Regions from separate parts of the Zea mays genome. Here region 1 is linked to region 2. Evidence: chromatin contacts called from public Hi-C data. All regions are on one chromosome and are shown on one strand. Each heading gives the region's core, a stretch centred on a gene start, on an enhancer-like site or on the middle of the called end of the contact. The rest is flanking DNA. Distances are from core to core; before and after follow the strand shown.

The links. A called contact is a pair of places that touch in the nucleus more often than the background predicts.
Region 1: a Hi-C map of tassel shows a contact between it and region 2, with 2.0 times the contacts expected there. The contact joins the promoter of LOC100304287 here to the promoter of LOC100382171 in region 2. A contact is called at or near these places in 3 of 25 Hi-C or Micro-C datasets (bundle sheath, ear and tassel).

The regions. Positions count from the first base shown.
Region 1 is chr9:23,812,362-23,818,472 of Zm-B73-REFERENCE-NAM-5.0, reverse strand. LOC100304287 reads right to left here and starts at 1,318. Exons shown (of 1, transcript NM_001165729.1): 1 at 1-1,318. The coding sequence starts at 1,209. The coding sequence ends at 184.
Region 2 is chr9:23,661,028-23,666,810 of Zm-B73-REFERENCE-NAM-5.0, reverse strand. LOC100382171 (SAUR-like auxin-responsive protein family) reads left to right here and starts at 2,299. Exons shown (of 1, transcript NM_001321398.1): 1 at 2,299-3,352. The coding sequence starts at 2,463. The coding sequence ends at 2,840.

The DNA.
Region 1 (6,111 bases), core at 69-2,568, 150 kb before region 2:
GCAGCAAGTAGAAGGGGAAGAAGAAGAAGGCAAGCGAAAGGGGAAGGAGGAGGGATTGAGTCTTAGCAGCAGCTGCATCGTTACTTGTCGTCGTCGATCCGCCGATGGCGATGAAGCAGCAAGCGTTGGTTCCCCTTCCATGTCCGGATCGACCGAGTCCGGTACGGCGACGGATTCGATCGATCAGTACGGGGCGACGCGGCCGGCGCCGCCTCCTGGGTTGGCCCAGCCGTAGGCGTCAGCGGGGAGAGGGAGGCCGTTGATGAGGCCGTGGGGGAGCTGGTCGGCGAGCGGGTGTTGTCCGGGCAATGGCAGCGGCGGGGGCGGCGGGGACGAGGACTGCCCGCCGGCGCCGGCAGCTCCGGGCATGCCCTGCGGAATAGGAGGAGGAGGGGGCAGGTGCTGCTGCTGCTGCGGCAGGTCGTCGTCGTCGAGCGGGAGGCGCTCGTAGGCGGCGTTGCCGAAGCAGGCGGCGACGATGACGACGGGGCCGGACGCGAGGAGCGGCCCGGCCACGGACCCGCCCACCACCTGGCCCTGCCCGCCGGAGAGGTAGACGGTGAGGCCCGTGGCGGCGGGCGGCGCCGGCGGCGGGAGGAAGGAGCCGCAGAGGGAGAGGATCTCGAAGCGGCCCGGCAGCGTGACGGCCCCGGCGCCGGCGCCGGGCTGGCGGACGCACACGTTGGCCACGCTGCCGGCGCCGCTGAGCACGCACACGCCCACCTGGCGGCGCCGCGCGAAGCCGGCCACGCTGTCCACCACGTCGCAGCCGGCGGCCACCTCCAGCACGTGCGCGCGCAGCGCGCTGGCGCTGTCCCGCGTGATGATCACGGGCGGCTTCGGCTTGTTCTTGGACCCCGCGGGGCGACCCCGCGGGCGGCGCATCACCGCGGCCTGCTGGTGGTGGTGGTGCTGGTGGTGGTTGTCGACGTCGCCCCCGGCCTGCTGCTGCTGCTGCTGCTGGTCGCCGTCGCCGCTCCCGTTGCTCCCCGCGCTGTTGATGGTGTTGTTGCTGTCGTCGCCGAGCTCCTGCTTCGCGCCGGCGGGGACCCCGCCCATGAGCTCCAGCTGGTGCTCCTGGAAATGCTGGAACGCCGGGTGCTGCTGTCCCGGGAACAGGTGGTGGCCGCCGCCGAACGCGTGGTGGAACGGCGCCACTGGCGGCGCGAAGTGGTGGCCGCCGCCGTGCGCCGCCGCCACGGGATCCATCGCCGCCCGGCCGGCCACGGGCGAGCGAGCGCGGCGGAGCTGGTGCGTCCCGATCGACGACGGGCGTGACGGTCAAAGGGGTGGGGGAGGAAGCGAGCGGGTGCTGCCGGGCCGACGGTGCGCCAGGGAGGGGGGGTGGGGGTTAAGACAAGCGCGTAGATTGGGGGGCGGGAGCGGGAGGGTGGGGCCTGGCCTGGCCTGGCCTGCCCAGGGGTGGGCCCCGCGGCGGGGTGTTCAGCGGAGTCGTCCCGGTCTGTCCGATCCTGAATCCTGATCGCGGTCGCGGCCTGCGCTGGTGCTGCCCACGTCTCCCTCGCTGACATGTCTGATTGCGCCCACGGCCGTGCCCCCCCTACTCCATTCCATGCTTGTTTCGTGCATGCGTTGGCCTTGGGAGCTAACCGCTTTGTTTTGTTTAGGAAAACAAAACTACGGGCACTTCTCTTGGTTTTGCTGCCCATCCAGCTAACCTCGCCTCGCTCAGCAACGCTAGGCTTGCCAGCACAGGCTAGATAGCAGCAGGCTGTAGAGATATATGCTTGGCTATCTATATATATCTCTAAAGAGGTCGTTTCACAGTAGTGATACTGCAGCCCAATAATGTTCGTTATTAACAGCTAGCCAAACGTAGCTACAATTAGAGATAGATATGCAGTAGATATCTTTGCTGGAGCAGGCCAAAATCGTTCGAGATCTTTTTCGAATTAATACTAGAATCACAGGGATTTTCCCTTTCCCAACGCTTTGCTATCTCTAACATGAAGCTAGCTAGGATGCATTGGATGTTGGCCTTGAAGATGATAGAAACGCATAGCTATAGGCGTACGGTAAATCACAGTGGAGGTCATCTGTGATACGCGTCATAAATAAATGTTTGATGCTCCCATCTCGGAAAGGATCCACACCGAATGTCTACGGATGCGTTTGGTTGCGGGACAGCTGCAAACAGGCAGGACAGATACGTCCTTCCAATTTTGAGAGATAACTTGGACAATAATGAACCAAACAACCTTATTTAAGCGATCGTTCTATCTCATCATGTTCTGTCACTACAACCAAACACACCCTATGTAGCTGATCAGGGATTGTAGTCGCACCCACGGACACGGTGCCCACGGGTTTCACATCCATCGGGTATGAGTCTGGGGGGTCTATACCTCACTCGATTCATAATATGGTACTCCCTCCATTCATAAATACATGACACCGTTGACTTTTATAAAAAACTTTGACCACTCGTCTTATTAAAAAATAAGTTATTTTTTTTGATTTGTTTATCACTTAAGGTAGTTTGTGCTTACCTTAAAATTTTACATTTTTGAAAAAAAAATATTTTGAATAAGACAAGTGGTCAAAGTTTTCGAAAACAGTCATATATTTATGAACGGAGGTAGTAAATTGGATCCGTGAGTGACATTTTATCCATGTATGCTCAATAGGGTCTAGAATACTAATTTTGAGTCATCATATGGTCTGGTCCAGCCCATTGAAACCATTAGTTATCTACTCACTTAACTTCTTTAATATGTGAATTGGTATTGCAATATGTATTGTTCTCCAAATAATTGTATATGGTATGATACACTACCAGAATCTAGTTCTTTATCGAGTGCCAAATGTTTTGACGAGTATTTTTTCGGCCACACGAGTTCTTTGACACTCCACAAAGATTTTTCTTTTGTTTTCAACAATAGGCAAAAACAATTTAAAATCACATTTTCAAGCAGTAAACTATTAGAACCAACATGCGGGATAATTAAATGACCTAACAATCATAATAAACTTTGTAGATCTTGAGAAGTTATAAAATTATATAGTTGACAATTTTTTGATTTGAAATCATCTTGGCAACGGAAACTATGTCTGGATTTTAAAATTTTAAACTTCAAATTTTCAAAATGACCTCAAATGGAAAAGCCATCAATATTAAAGTTGTAGGTCTTAAAAAGTTATGAAACTTTGTAGTTCACAATATTTTGGCTTGAAATCATCGTGTCATGCAAAAGTTTGTTTGAATTTTAAAATTTGAATTTTTCAAACGACATCGGATTGAAAAACCACCAAATAAAAGTTGTAGGCCTTAAAATGTTATGAAACTTTATAATTGACAATTATTTGATTTTAAATCATCTTGTCATAGAAAAAATATGTTTAAAGTTTTTAAATTTGAGATTCAAATTTAAAGCAGTCAATTATTTCAAACGGAAATGTTTTCAACTACAAATTTATATAAAATTATGTAGTTGGCAATAAAAGTAAAATTATGTAGTTGGCAAATGAAAAAGTTTTCAACTAAAAGATGTACAATCTATATTTTGATCATTTTTTCATATGACAAAATAAAAGTAAATTTGTTCATAAAAACTATATCTCTCTCGTAGTTTATATAAAACTACAAGAGAGATTTATAAAATTTATGAAAAATGTTAGAACCAACATGTGGGATAAGTAAATGACCTAACAATCAAAATAAACTTTGTAGATCTTGAGAAGTTATAGAATTATGTAGTTGGCAATTTTTTTGATTTGAAGTCATCTTGCCAACGAAAACTATGTTTAGATTTCAAAATTTTAAAATTCGAATTTTCAAAACGACCTCAAATGGAAATGCCACCAAAATTAAAGTTGTATGACTTAAAAAGTTATGAAACTTTATAGTTCACAACATTTTGGTTTGAAATAATCGTGTCATGCAAAAGTTTGTTTGAATTTTAAAATTAGAATTTTTGAAACAACCTCAAATGGAAAAACCAACAAAATATAAGTTGTAGGGTTTAAAATATTATGAAACTTTATAATTGACAATTGTTTGATTTGAAATCGTCTTGTCATAGAAAAATATGTTTGAAGTTTTTGTAAACAACCTCGGATGAAGAAACTATCATATGAAAGTTGTAGATCTTGAAAAGTTATGCAACTTTACAGTTGGTAACATTTTCATTTGAATTAATTTAGTGTCTCAAATAATTAATTTACTCTGGGTTTGTTATAATACATGGAGAAGAAAAACGTAATATAGACACAAGTGATATAGTGGTGTAGTAGTAGAGGAGGATGCACACAAGAGAGAGGTTACGAGTTTGAATCTCACCGGTAACAAAACACATGAATTCGAATCTCATCAATCACAAAACACATGAATTTAGTTCAAATATGGTGAAAATGGTAGGAAGATGGGTCGGGCAATGGTGATGGTTGGTGTTGTTTCCCTAATTAAAAAATTGTTTTACTGTTTTTTTTGTGATTCTTAATTTTTCGATTGTTTTTTATACTTAGCAAAGTATTTGCCTAGTGCCGAAAAAATACTCGGTAAAAAATCATTTGCTGATAAAATATTTACCGAGTGTAATATTCGGCAAAGACTTTGTCGAGTGTAAAAAGGACTTCGCCTAGTGTCTGAGACACTCGACGACCAGTTCGGTAGTGTAGATAGTTATATGTATTCTTCTTGCTATTTGTGGTGCTTTTATTTAATTATTTTCAATTATCAATCATCCAGCGGGTGTTGACAGAAAATTCTGCCATTAGATATTAAGAATACGAGTGTTATATGTATTTTTCTTGTTATTTGTGGTGCTTTTATTTAATTATTTTCAATTATCGATCATCCAACGAGTGCTTAACATCCTGCGGGTGTAGACGTAAAAGACCACCTATTCTATATACTACTTATTGAGAACGCAAGGGGGTAGCCTGTCTCCTTTGCGTTTTGCCGTTAGACAATCTCAGCCGCCCGTTCTATCCTTCTGTGATCTAAGGCGTCCGATCCTACACAAATGTCCCACTCCTCGATCCTGCCCACAAGCCCCGAAGCCGTCGCGCAACCGCCCCGCTCGCGAGGCACCCCCTCCCTCCCCCGAACATGAGCTCGTGCCGCCATTCTCCTGCTGCCCAAATCTGCGCCGCCGCAAACTTCGACCACATCGGTCGACGCACCGCGCTCCCTATTCTTCCCAAACTGCTGGGGTGGGGGGACGCAATGCGCTCCCTCTTCCTCCGGCTCCGCTTGAGCGAGACCAACGCGAGGGCGGTACCCACGACGACAGGGCTATCGATGTCGACCTCCACTGGCCGTGAGGCTTCGCACACCTCGCAGGAGTCGGAGTTGTCAGGGTTGAGGAACGTGCACCGGACGCAGCGCCAGTCCGAAGCGGCCGAAGGCGTCGGCGGGGAGGGCATGGTCGGGTCTTAGGGAGAACTGAGGAAGAGGAGGAAGGGGCAGCAGCTGTGGAGACTCTCCAATAGTTTTCTAGAAAAAAATCACTAAACTTGATAGTTATTGGATGTAAAAGATAGTTTGGTCTCTAATAGTTACTTATATTTAGACAACTGGAATAGTTTCATATTATTGCAGGAATAGAACATACATGTTTTTAAAATAAAGATAACCTTTTTGTCCAGCTGGATTAGTTTCATATTCCATATGTACTTTTTTAAATAAGAGGACTGATCTCTATTCCTGCATGCAAAAAGGAGGATTGAAATTTGCTAATCTGGTTCACAATGTTTTTGCTCTGTTTCATCTATCGAGATTCAAATGAAGGAAAATTCCAATCAGTTAACCTTACACATAAGGAAGTTGGAAATAGATGGAGGCAAGGCCAAGGCAGCAGCATCAAGAGGACGCCTCTCCAGCTCAAGGCAGGCTACAGTCGGTTGTGTCTAAGGTGTTTTCGTGCCTGAACTAACCGCTCGCCACAAAGATCAATCTAGGTTCTGCTTTGATCTGTCTGTAGAAACCGGTGGCGCAGCAACCTGACGCGAACTCTATCTGGGCAAAGCTTGAGCTCGCAAAGAATAATGCCAAGCTCGAGGCGGCCAAGATAAAGTTTCAGAGAGGCTACCAAGAATATAATAAAGGCTATATGTAGTATCTTTCTTGTTGTTGATTATGGATTATTT
Region 2 (5,783 bases), core at 1,050-3,549:
GACGAATGACTGTTACGGTTGTTAACTGTTATAAATGGTGACAATTCTTTACGGTCGTAGCACTATTTTTGACACATCATGATCGAGGGACGGCTATCGTCGGATATAATCCGATGGCCGTCGAAAATAATTGATGATTGACAGTTTAGGCCTTATTTGTGACAGTTTTGGCTATCGAAAATGTTATGTTGTACAGACGACAAATCAATCCTACTCAAGTTGTATGCTACTTGTATGACCCGACAGGCTTCGTGGGATAGTAGTATTGAAGGTTCTGGAGAAGGGAAGAGGAGTAACACGTCCCACATTTTGAGTGCATGGACGCAAGAGGACGTACGATCGACCTTGGACGATTATTAATTTATTTCCCATTATCGTTAGATCTCCGACAAGACGATACGATAATGGATCTCCGCGCGTATGGGGCTTGGATTTCTCAGGGCGGCGGCCGGTCGGCTGCTGCCAACCTCTCTGCGTGGAGGATCGTCTGCGTATCGACGACGACGGCCGGAGAGGAAAGGTGGTGGAGGCGGTGGAAACGGACGGCACACAGTGGCCGACGACAGAGAGACGCGATCCATATCCTGTGCAACTGATATATAATACTCCACGTACAATAATTGTACTGTAAAGACTAAAGACATAGAGCACTTTGAGAGATTATGGTTTCAGCTAGCTGTCAACTCGCTCGCGTCGTCGTCCCGTTCGATCAAAATGTCAACGCGCGCGCGCGCTACTCCTTGCACTTTAAAAGAGAGCACCTTGGATATATCATATATGCGGCCTGTTGACCCTGCAGCAGCCAGCAGGAGCTAGCGGACCGTCTAGACAAAATAATTATTGGTGTCATCTTTATTATTAAGTTATAGTCTCATCAACTCATTTAAGCACTAACAAACATACATTTTAATGGAGATAGCTAAAATTTGTTGGTGTCACAGGGCACCACAAAAATGGGCTGGATCCGCCCCTGCCCTGCAAAGGCGTGGTATCTTTTCTCGAGCTGCATTGCGTGTGGTAACTTGCAAGATGCAAAGTGAGAGTGGCCATACATGATGGAAAGTTGGATACAGACAGTGTAGATTGAACAACGAACAGAGGTGAAAAATGGTCCTATAGCTAGTGATGAAAAAGAGGTTCGGGTAAACACGAATTTGGCCCGTGGTACGACACGAATTTAGCCCGTTCCAAACACGGCCCGGCACGGTCGGTTACGGGTCCAGACTGGCACGGCCCGTTTAGCGGGCCGGGTATGGGCAGATACGACGGCCCGCGTGCTTTGGCCTGGCCCGGCCCGATAAATGGGTTGGCCCGACGACGGCCCGCATATTTATGTAAATACTAAATATGTAAATACATTTAATTCTCTCATAATATGTAAATACTAAATACGCGGCCAAACATATATAAAATGCATACATAAATATAAAATGCATACATAAATATTGTGTTGTCTTAATATATGTAAATAATATGTTATTATATATGATTAATTCTGTTAAATATATGTATTTATATACCGCTCTACTGTTGGTTCGGGCCAGTGCCCGGCCCGGTCCGTTGAGGCCCACCGGGCCAACGGGCCGGCCCGGCACGATTTTTCCCTGTACGTGCCGGGTTTGGGCATGTCCCTAGGCACGTGGGCCAGCCCGACCCGACCTGAAGTATTAACGGGCCGTGCCTGGCCCGACCCTATTCGTACCGGGCCGAAACGGGTTCGGACCGGGTCCGTGCCGGGTGGCCCGTTTGGACATCTAATGAATACCCCACCCACCTACCGGCTTGACCCTTGCAAGTTGCAACTGCTGCACGTAGTACACTGTGCACGTACGGTAAGAAACATGGAGACTGCAGACAGGTGGTGCCGGGTCCACGTGCATGCATGCCCAGCAAGCCCACGGGCGCCCGGCCCCACCCTGCCGTGCCCCGCTCCCTCGTCGTTTGACGTCTTATATTTTTTTTTTAATCAAAATCTCACGTTTACACACTTTACAAAAAAAATAAAAAATTCAACTGTTTATAGGACCGAAGTCGTTCGAGTCCTGTTGGGTGACGTCTCCCAGATCCTAGTCATGAATGAGCTCACAACAATTTCTCCAAAGCTTACAACTAAATCAGATTTTTCAGTGTTATGTTTATACTATAGGGGCCAGAGGCCAGACCACATACCGGCATTGGCACGGGAGACTACTTGGTATGTGGAACTCGTGTCGTGCTGCCCCACCCAGAGCAGGCCTGGCTCATTTCTCCACCTATAATACCACCCCGCCGTCCCGCTCGCCGTCGCCAACCACCACACTTCATATCGACCCCGCTCCAGTGCTCCACCATCTCACTTTCGATCGCGAGTTCCAACTTCCAAGCTAGCTAGTCGTCGTTGCCGTCGTCGTCCCGACCGCCAGCTAGCGCTCGTGGTACGTACGTGCGCGTATACGCGCGTGCGCGCTCAATACAACACACACATGGCGATCGTCAACAAGAAGCAGGGCGGCGCGGCGGCGTCGGGGCTGAAGCACATCCTGAAGCGGTGCTCGAGCCTGGGACGGCGCCAGCAGCAGCATCAGCGCAGCGTTGGGGAGGATGAGAAGGAGGAGGAGGAGGCCACGGGGCTGCCGTCCGACGTGCCGCGCGGCCACTTCGCGGTGTACGTGGGCGAGCGGCGGCGCCGGTTCGTGGTGCCCATCGCGCTACTGGACCGCCCCGAGTTCCGGACCCTGCTGCGGCGCGCCGAGGAGGAGTTTGGGTTCGCGGGCGCCGGCGGCGCCGGCGGCGCCCTCGTCCTCCCCTGCGAGGAGGTCGCCTTCCGCTCCCTCACCTCCGCGCTCGCCTGCGCCCGGTGAACGCGCGCCCGTGTCCTGCCGCCGCGTGCTTGGGATTTGGATGCCCCCACGGACGCTGCGGCGCCGCCTATTCGAGATTCGGTTCATTGGTTCGGCCCACAGGCCACAGCTAGCTCACTCGCTCGGCGACGGCGAGAGCACCTACGATGTTAATGGCGTGTGTAAATATCGATTATTAGAGAAGAGATACAGGTGGTGGTGCATGGCATGCGCCCGCCCACCCGCCCGGACCGGCACTGGTGATCGACGGCCGGGCGACGGAGGAGGAGATCGATGGAGTGATATGGATGCATGGACGGAGCGAGAGCTCCAGAGCTTCACTGCTGGCTATTTGACTAGCTGTTGGCCGCTGCTCTGTGCTCTACATGTACGTTGTTTGTGCTGCGTTCTGTCTGTTCATGGCCGGACTCCTGCTGCAAGTAGATATGGTTAGGCCAGCCAGTGCGACAAGTGAACCATCATCAATGTTTTCTTATTTTTTTTCTATACATGCAAAGATATTGATGGCAAGCACACATGCATGGCCCGACGATGGCATGCAAGCCAGAGCTACCTGATATGGGCGACCATACGAACCGACATCATCAAGCATTATTCAGATATGCGTACTACTTTCCTTCCTCCGTCTCATGTTTCATCGATCAATTTTTTTTGCGTGAAGCAAAAACGATATGCGTACTACTTTCTTTCCTCCTCCTCTCGACAGTAGCTGCATTTTGCACGACCTCCTCTTTACTCAAGGTAGCTTGATATCTACTCATTATGCTATATCTTTTGATTCTCACTATAACGGAAATGCTCATGAATACAAGTATAGAGTAAATAGCAAAAAAAAAACATTAATCAACTCCGGAACGCTGGAAAAGAAATTGCGAACAGGCCGTCAGGCCTCATGTCATGTGTCGTCCGATCCGGCTGCACTGCGCGGCCCAGGTCACGGGCGTTGCCGTTGGCTGGCTCCGATCCGCATGTCGCGCGGCGCACAGCACATACGTCCTGGCCGAGGCTTCCCGCGGCGGCGAACTGGAGGACCTGCTTGCAGCGGGCTGGAGCCGCAGGAGGTGAATTGAATTCCGGCCAGGCCAGAGAACATGGCATGGCGCCAGGGGGCAGCCCATGTGCGGTGCGGGCGCTCGTGTGGCCGCGGCGGACGCCCAACCGCCTGGGCCTGAACACCGCCCAGAGTAACAGAGCCGATCGAGCCAACAGCGGGGGAGGGGGCGCCGGCAGCAGGCGGGTGGCCCGGGCATCTCAGCTCAAGGAGCGGGATCCTTTGCTGCTGCTGGCCTGGACAACGCTCCGGCGCATTTTCACCATCGCAATAAGAACCTCCTCCTGCGTGTCAGACGAGCGAGGCCCCCACATTCCTGTGCCATCACAGACAGTTTGCCAGAGACAATGCGGGTGCCACGGAGGATTAGAGATCGCATCTGCTAACATCTAACTGGCGGGACTAGTGCTGGGAATCTGGGCCGGGCTTTTCGGGCCAGCACGAGCACGACCCGAAAATAAGAGCCCAAAGCACGGTCCGACACGAAACAATATGGGCCGGGCTAGCACGGCCCGAAGTCGGGCCTGGGCCGGGCCTCAAATTCCGACCCGTCGGGCCCCCAGCACGGCACGCATAGATGGGTCGGGCTTGGGCCGGCACGACCCAATTGAGCCCAATCTATTTAATTTCTTTAATTTAATAAGATATCGACTGTATATTGTTGTTATATTTGGAGTTTATGTGGTTAAATGATGTTATAATTGTTTAATATCTTTAATTTAGTAAGTTATGAATTTTATATGATTATAATATTTTGATTTTATGTGGTCAAATATACGGGCCGGGCTTGGGCCGGCACGGCCCAACGAAGGCACGACGTTGTTTAGGGCCGGGTTGGGCCACTGTTTTTACACTTCGGGCTGGCACGACACGGCCCAAAAAATGTTTGGGCTTTTCTGGCACGAACCCGTTTGGCACGAAGCACGATGGGCTTGGGCCGGGCTGGCCCGGCCCGACCCAATTCCCAGCACTAGGCGGGACAGTGATACAAATGTATAAACAGAGTGGCCATTGATATGCCCTGGACAAATGACTGGCTTGATTTTTATACCATATACCGTAAGGCGTGAACTCTTTTTAGACCAATCTAAGATTCTACAAGGCATTAAACAGTTGCTAACCAACCTCATCCATGCCATAATTTCATACAATACTGTAAGGCGTGGAAAGTTAAAGCAAGGACATGGCGTGTCAGAAGAAGAAAATAAAAAAAAAAGTCATGGACCAGCATATAGCAGACATGCCATATGACACCGAACATAGATAGCCATATATGCATGTTTGGTTTTTGGGCGCAAAACTCATGCCTACAGCAAGCTAGGGACAACCTAGAGACAGGCAGGATATTGTGAATGATAGCACTGCTTGATTTTTTCTTTTGTTCATTTTCCTTGCACCTTTTTTTTTGTCTCAAAAGTTGATGGTCAAGTTATGTCAAAGAGGTTCTGCCTCAACGCTTTACCATTTGAGGTGCTATCTGAACCACCTGAATAAAATTTAGATATCACTCATCTTTGTGCCATCTGCCAGGCACCATGCATTATTTCTTTCTGCCAGGCCAAGGCGATGATGTACGATCCTGCTCCCCCGCTCCTTATTCTTCTACTAGGTAGGTGCCCGTGCGTTGCCACGAGAGTTACAAATTTGTATAAAACGTAAGATATAGAACGACGAATATCATTATGATATGCACAACTTGGGCTATTATGTTTTGTTTTCCAAATAACATAACAATATCATTACAAGGCAAAATAAGTATTCGATCAATCCTTCAAAATAAAATGAAGTCATATTCCAAAAATACATTGCAATGGCTAGTTAGATCTAATCCTCTTTCTCTTGGACATCTCATGACTTAAGTCTTCTCACCATACATTCTCTTCTGGAGATAC